2 separate regions of the Arachis hypogaea genome follow, and region 1 is linked to region 2. A link is a contact called in public Hi-C data. All regions are on one chromosome and are shown on one strand. The core of a region is the stretch at or near the end of the contact, and the rest is flanking DNA. Distances in the headings are between cores, read along the strand shown. Region 1 holds the start of LOC112733112 (zinc finger CCCH domain-containing protein 38). Region 2 holds the start of LOC112733109 (protein trichome berefringence-like 7).

Region 1 (4,203 bases), core at 1,066-3,565, 180 kb after region 2:
ATGAAAAGAAGACTAAAAAAATGACCACAAAAAATCTGAAGCTACAAGAACTGAGCCGTCAAAGTTCACACCAAGTCACCAACCACGGGAGTCAACAACTCAGCAATCATAACCGAACGTATTTAGAAAGAGAACACGAAGATCCATTCTTGAAATAAAAATCGCATGCAGAGAAACAAAATTAAATCATTAATCCCAGTTCTATGCTTAGTACGAGACTAGGAAGATTTACTTCAGTCGTACATGTCTCGATTTCTATCTCATGCATACCCAAATAAGTGCTTGAGTAGGTATCATACGTCAAGAGTTGAGCCGATACTATGTAAGACTCAGTATATTCACAGAATACGGATGGAAGGAAAAAGCTACCTAATGACCATATGAAGAATGTTGTTGGTGGTCGATCAAAATGAAAAATAAGAGTGCTACTTGGAGAAATGATAACGAGAAGTAAAATCTATCCACCAAAGTGATAGGTTGTTGTGGCATACATCATTTGATCATGTTTACTGTGGTTACTTAATATTTAATAACCGCTCCCCTTCCCCAACTCGGTTAGGAGACTTGTTTTGTATAGTTAGTTTGCTCTCTTTATTAATCACAAGAATTTCCCGATTGAACTTCTCTCTTTTCATGAGAATTCTATCTGTTCTGGTTCTTCTTTGCATCCATCTCTGCAACATTTGATTTGCTGATAATAAATTCTTCCCAGAGGAGCAAAAATCTTTTATCGTTGTAATTGTTTTACCTTTTTCGTTTTATATTTTTACGTCTTTTACTGTTTTAAGTTATACTGTCTATAAGAGTGCTAATGAAATATTGTTACTGGACGTATGGGAACTTGTTAGAGGCATATGTGTACTTGTTAACCAATTCTAAGTAGATACAACAAAATCGAATACCTTTGACTAATCGCCAACACCCGAAACTTCAAAAAACGATTAGACTAAGGATGCCAATAATGCCTCAGAATGGCGCACAAACGGATGTAATTGTAAATTTATCTCAATAATGCCCAAAATCTCATTCTCACAACTGGATAGTGCTATGACTAATTTATCTAACAATACGTCTACCGAGATGATACAATTCCATATTCTAAATATTGATGTGAATTTAACTTCAGCGACGAGTAACGAAGGTGCTTGCCAATTTGAATCTCCAAACAGACTACAAACTTAGCAACCCTATTCTGAGAAAACCATGAAAAAACTACATTCATGATGGATCTTGTACAGCATCTTTATCTTTACAAAATCTATAAATAAAGAATAAGAAATCAGCTACTCTCACAATCACAAAGCCAAGTAGTCCATTATTCATTCCCCAGTGGAAAGCAACCCAACATAATTTAGGTGTTAAAAAAGATCCACCAAAGCCTGTGGAAGAATCAAATGGCATTGAAAAGATTATTTGCAATTTTTGCACCAGCTACTTTGAGTGCAATTGGTGACACCCTCCAGGCATTAATGACAAGAAGATTTGATATATACTGCAGAAACATTGTATCTTGAATATTAGCACTTACTCTTACTCATATACATACAACTAACTAAAGCATTATAGAAGACTGCCAACTCCACTACCTAACAATTTCCAATTTCTTATCATCTACTCAACCAGCTAGGTGCACGGTTTATACGGATCCAAGACTTGTTTGTTTTGACCTTTTTTGGGGATATGAAGTGCTATTATAGGTTTTCTTCCATTAATTTTAGTTTAATAATATTTAAGCATTGTAAACAGTGAAACTCAGTAGGATTAGGGATAGTAAAGAAGATCATGAGAGTATCATATCATACAAAAGCGCTGTAAATAATCACGAATAAGTAGCAAAAGAGGGTCCTGATTCAATGGCATCGCTTCGAATTCAAAATCATAGGGCACTAATTAGCCATTCTCGCGTTTAAAAAGGCATTAAAGACATAGGAATAAGAAATAGGCAGAACTGAGTATCAAAAAAGGAAACAAGCAGAACCAAATCAAAATAAAAAATAAAAAATAGAATAAACCCTAGAATAGGAATAGGAACAATAGGAAGAGCGGAAGATGAAGAGTACTGACGAGTGAGTGATGATAAATGATAGTAGTTATAGAGCGGAAGAGGTGTTAGCGGTTGCAGAGAGAAAGCAGAGTAGCGCAGCAAAGGGGCTCATCTGATTCCAACTGCAAGCTTCCAACGGAACTTGGGAGTGGCCAAGTAGGCAAGCAAAAGAAACAGAAACAGAGAAACTGAGACTCGCACTGAAACTATTGCCGTTTCGACAACCACACTCAACAAGTCTACTGTCTTATGGTATGGGTGGCCCCCACAATTGGATTTCGCTTCTTTTGGTGATTTTCACTCCCAGTCATCCTCTACTCGTGCATAGGTTGGGCCGTTGGGGTGTGCATGCCCCGGCTCGACCCAAATATTCGATTTGATTCCGAACATTTTAGGGGCTATTTTGGTGTAATTTTATTGGGTCTAGAATCGGATAAGAATCTCAAAAATAGACTCGATCATTATTTTGGGTCAAGTCCGGGCCATGACTCGGGTCATCCGAAGTCGGCCCGGTGGCCCGGTCATCATACACAATTAATATTTTGTGTTATTAGTGATGGATGATGGTTATTCTTATGTGGAATTTAAGTATTGTAAACCTTAATATTTTGTGTTATTAGTTATTATAAGACTATAAGTTAATGTTTTATGTTTAAAATACATAAGATTTTAGACTAATGCATAATATTGTGTTATCTATATTGATTTAAATATTTGGTGTTATTAGACAATATTAGTATTGATTATGGTTACGCTTTAATTTTAGAGAAGAGTTAGTTCTTGTTATATTTTTCTAAGTGAATTTTACCATGTCAAATAATAGTTGGAGTCTTGAAAATTTAGATATTTTCACATATTAGCTTATAAGAAGATATCAAGGTAATGTAATGTTAACGGCTCGATTTTCACCCGGTTTTTACCCGGTATAATCGTGGCCCGAAAGTGTATAGGTTTCATCAGATCTAGGGCCGGGTTCGGGTCTAATAAATAGGCCCGGTATATATTTCGGGTCGGGTCTGGATCACATCAAACCCGGTTTCACCCGACCCATGCACACCCCTAGGTTGAATCAATGAAGCATGGCCATTTGGTTGAGTTGTCATATTTTATATATTGGATATATTTTGGATAGATACAATTTTTGTATGACATATTTGTTTGTCGTATTCAATTGTATTTTAATAAAAAAATAAAAAATGGATATATTTAAAAATACACCTAAATACCATTACATATCAGTATGTTTAATTTTATTCTTAACATGTATTTTTAAAATGAGTTTAGAAATAATATATATTATTATTTATTAAAATAAAAAATATTTTAAATACTTTATATAATTAAAAAACATATTAAAAATAGTTAAAAAATTATTTTATATTTTAATATTAATAAAATATCAAAATATCATTGAAAATTTATTTAAAAACTACTTTATATTTTATATATAAGAAAAATAGACAAAAGTACACCTGGATTTTTATACGGTAGACAGATGTAGTCCTCAATTTTTTAATGAGTCATTTGCACACACGAATATAAAATTTCATTGTCAATTCTACCCTTCCGTGGTCTGAGTAATTTTTCTGGTGGTGGTAGAGGCCAGGTGGCACGGTATTGTATGATATGGCCAATTTGAGGTGACACAGTGAAAAATAGAAATATTCATTATGAAATTTGTTGAAATAAATATAAGAAAAGGGAATAATTAAATCACTGTTCATCCTCTTCCTTCTCTAATTCCTTCGAACCATATGAACCCTAACACGGGAAAAAAAATTCTTTCTTCACTCTCTTCAATTTTCTCTGTACATCTTCGTCCTTTCTGTTGTAACAAGGGTTTGTAAACTCTAATGTATAAAAATGTCACACTCTCAATGAAAGAAGAATATACCTCATACTTGTGCCAGTAGTTACGGTAGCTCATCTTCTGCGCCAAAAAATAGGAAGAAGAAGAAGTTTGACTACAACAATGGCAAGTGCCTACATGGACTTGACGCAGTGGTGCTTGAGTCTGCTATAGAGTGGAACCCTAGAAGATTGTTTCTTCGTTGTTCATTATGGGAGGTATGTGAATTCTGATTTTATTTTTATGACAAATGTTAATTTTCTGCAAAATGGTTAAAATTGTAGTCGAATTCATAATACAGAAATTTCAT
Region 2 (4,046 bases), core at 115-2,614:
AGGTAGCTTCAATTAAAACATATTGATAGATAAGCATTGTCAATATCATTGGAATCAAGTATACTAAATATGCTCCTAAAATGTCAATTAAAAAATGAGAGCTTACATGTCAAAAAGCTTAGATGGCACCCACCAATGGCCAGTGTTGAATATCAGAACATCTGAATTAACCCACTGGTCACTTATATCATCTAACTTGTCCAGCATAAGTGTGGATTTCACCCTCCTTGGCCTTTGCATATATCTGGGCAAATTACCCTGCTGCACAAGAAAAACCGACCGGAAAAACTCAATGGTGAAGTTGAAGGCACTGAACCTAACCCCCAAGAACCTAATTCGCTTTGTTATGTTATTTTGATTGACTTCATAAACACCACTCTTATCCTCAACACCAGCCATAAGCATACAAATCATAGACTCCCACTGTGTTCTACTCATTGAATCACCAACAAAAACAACCCTTTTGCTCCTCAGCATTTCCAAAACGCTACGCACATCAAACGTTGGAATGTTACAACCCTTTGGTTTCCACCGCCAGCTGAGATAATCCGTGTCAACCCTTCCATTCCCCAAACAATTGAATCCTTTTTCCACAAAGGGACACTCAGTGGCATTGTATAAAGGGTACCCTTGGACCTGAACCCAGCTTCCATCAAAGACATCACAGCTTGTGAGTAATTCGTTATCGTTGTGGTCAGATAAGAGACCTTGGGCATTTAAGAGAGCATGGCTAACGCTAGGAAGCACATAAATGTAGCCACAACCAATTGCTACAAAGAAGGAAATGACAGAGGCAATGATAACAAGAACCTGAATTCTCAAAGAGACCCATCCAAATCGAACGTGATTGGCGACCTTGGGGCTTCCAAGGCCAACACTGAAGCCCCTTCGATTGAATGATCCATTCCTGTTCAATGAAATGCTCCTATTCAACACACTCATTGTCACACTCTAACTCCACAGCCATTACCGCTTACGCAATCAGCTCGTCAAAGGAAACTAGCATCGCAACAAAGCTAACCCCACTGACCCTTGTGAAAATCTGAATAACCAGCAAAGTTCAACCTTGAAAAGAAAGATTGCAAATCCAGAGGACCCAGACAGGAAAGATTCGATCTTTGGGAGAGCGAAAGACACCCAGATGCAGAAAATTGGAACAGTTAAAATCTTTGTGGGAATCGGTGGTAGTGGTTAGAAGTTGGAGCTCTAAATCAAATAGATAAACTGAAAGAACAACAGAATAGAAGAACGCGGAGGGAGACAACTGATTCCGAGTTGTTAAGATTAAGACAGATATCTGTGTGCCATCAGACAATTACTAAACACACGCATCTGCAACAACACCTTCAATTCTAAGAAATCTTTGTTTTTCTTTTTATTATCATGTTATTTATATTTATAAATTCTTAATTAAACTTCGTTAAATAATGTATTAAGATAATGAAATACAGTGTTTATTATTAAAATTTTTCACTCATGAAATTCTTAACAAATACATTTAATAAAAGGATTTTTAATTGCAGTTAAACTGCCAAATACTGAGCACCTAAATATAAATACAAAAATATAGAATTATATTTAATAAATAAAATATAAATACAAATATTATGCAAAAAAAAAATTAAATATTTTAATATTTATTTTATTTTATATTTAATTTATTATTAAATAAAATATAAAATATTTATTTTTATATTTTTATTTTTTATGTTTTATTTTTAATATCATGTCTTATTTTACTGAGATTCTCTATATGCATCACAATCTTAGTGCTTGGATTTCGCAATTATGTTAACTAAACAAATGATTTATATCTTCCATTTTTGTCTGTCTACGTGTCGTTTATGATGCACGTGTACGATCTAGTCGAGTGTCTAGATATGACATGATCCTTCTCTTGTTCGACTAATTTGTTTTTCGATCTTATTAGTGATTACCCTTTCCTTTTCCAATTAAAACTAATGGAAATTCCTTTTTATTTTACTTGTTGCATACACTTACACATTGAGGAAACATTTTACTTGTCTAGAAAAAGATATGTTGAATTCAATTTGGAAGCTTTTACCGTGACACTAGAGTGCGATTTGATTGTGTTTTAAAAGATGATTCTAAAAATTGGATTAGAGAATGTTGTGAAAAGATCTTTAATTTAAGTGTTTTAGTCGAAATTCTGCGCGATTTGACAAGAATTATTCTGGCTTGGGGAATAAAATTCAGAAAAATTAAGTGTGAATTAGATTTGTACAAAAGCAACACGCATGGGTAAAAATAAAAAAAGTATCATTAGATTATGCATGAAGAGATATAATCAGGAGAATTTTTTACAAGAAATAAACTTCACAAATCTTTGATGGTCTGATTTATTCTGATACAAAGAAAGACAAATAATGTAGCTGACTTTCTTGTGTAAAGCGAGATGTCCAGATAGATTTGAACTATGACAAGTAATTTATTCCAAATGATAATCATTTTCGATTTTTTTGCATTAGTGTTATCAATTAGGAAGAGTTAATGTTCCTTCTTTTCGTTTTTTTTTTTTTTTTAATCCAAGATATATTCAACAAATTAGGGGGAAAATGATACTTAAAAAAACTGAGTCAATTTTAAAAAATCAAATATTTAAATTGATTCTAAAAAATATAATAATAAATTAAATTAGTATATTAAGTTAAATGATGTTGTATCACAAAATAATTAAAATGATATTATTGTTTAAAAGAACTCATTTAATTTAGAAAAAAAAATTAAGATCCAACAATTTTAATTTATATTCGCTAATATTTTAGTTAGCAATTTAACATTCTTAGTCCAACAATTCAGTACCATATTTTTAGCAAATACTTTTAAACATTGTCAGCTAATTGTTGGTAAAAAATAATAAATTATATCGACCATATAATATTGTTGTATAATTTATGCATAAATTTTTTAAACATTATTTTGACCGTTAACATACAATTCTACAAAGTCATAATATAACACTATCAATTATAGTTAGATATGGTAATATTAACTCTATTTGGAGACATCCAACTTAACTGGTTGCGGATAGAATTGGGAAGCCACGCAAGTTGATTTATTAGTATATATTTTAAAAAGGAGACCACTTACATACATACACTCAAAATAATTTTTTTTAAAGATTATGCATGAGAATTTGACAAGTGTCCTCACTTATATTATGGTTCATTCAAACCGATTATTATGAAAAAACCAAATTTGTGAATAATTTGATTATTTTAAGCGTTTTTTTTACTTTTATAAAAAATAATTTTTTGGACAAACACAATTGAGCTCAGACCGTTTATGCTTAAAAAAATAATAATGAAGTGAGCTAAAATTAATCCATTATATCTAACAAAAAAAAATCATTACACAATTGGAATTATGATGTTCTTGAAAAATTGAGTGTTAACCAGACAACAAAATAGTAATAGACCTCGGACAAAACAGCATCACCGCCAGCGAAGATCTAGGCAAAGGCGAGGAAGCAGACTAATGGAGGCAGAAGCTGGATGGAAAACGGCGAGGAGACAAGTCGCATATTAAAAAACGGAGTTCTCTCATCGCATCGTCGGGTCCCTCATATATGCATCCAAATCGCTGCGTCGCGGGAGCACCAACATGAACAGAACCGTGGGAAGAAGACGAACTGAACTAAGCAAGAGAAGGAGAAGTGGCGATACGGAAAGGAGGAATGGGACCTAAGAGGACCATTTGGGACACGACACTACAAAAAATCTTGGTAATTACGGCGGTTTTTTGGGGTTATTACGGCGGTTTGAACCGCCATTATTACCTTGAATGGCGCTCAAGAAAAACCGCCATAATTTGAAGCGCCATTTGGTTATTACGGCGGTTTTCGAAAAACCGCCACAATTACCTGGTTAAAACGGCGGTTTTTGAGTTGGGTTAAAACGGCGGTTCAAACCGCCGTTATTTCCAGATAAAATGGCATTTTTGTGTTGGTTAAAACGGCGGTTCAAACCGCCGTTATTTTCAGGGTAATATGGCATTTTTTGTTGGTTAAAATGGCGTTTATGAAC

The links. Hi-C and Micro-C count contacts between places; a contact is called where the count stands out from the background.
Region 1: a Hi-C map of leaf shows a contact between it and region 2, with 3 times the contacts expected there. The contact joins the promoter of LOC112733112 here to the promoter of LOC112733109 in region 2. A contact is called at or near these places in 3 of 8 Hi-C or Micro-C datasets (all in leaf).

Annotation. Positions count from the first base shown.
Region 1 is chr13:123,824,532-123,828,734 of arahy.Tifrunner.gnm2.J5K5, forward strand. LOC112733112 (zinc finger CCCH domain-containing protein 38) reads right to left here and starts at 2,316. Exons shown (of 5, transcript XM_029291697.2): 1 at 2,065-2,316.
Region 2 is chr13:123,649,968-123,654,013 of arahy.Tifrunner.gnm2.J5K5, forward strand. LOC112733109 (protein trichome berefringence-like 7) reads right to left here and starts at 1,365. Exons shown (of 5, transcript XM_025781983.3): 1 at 107-1,365. The coding sequence starts at 942.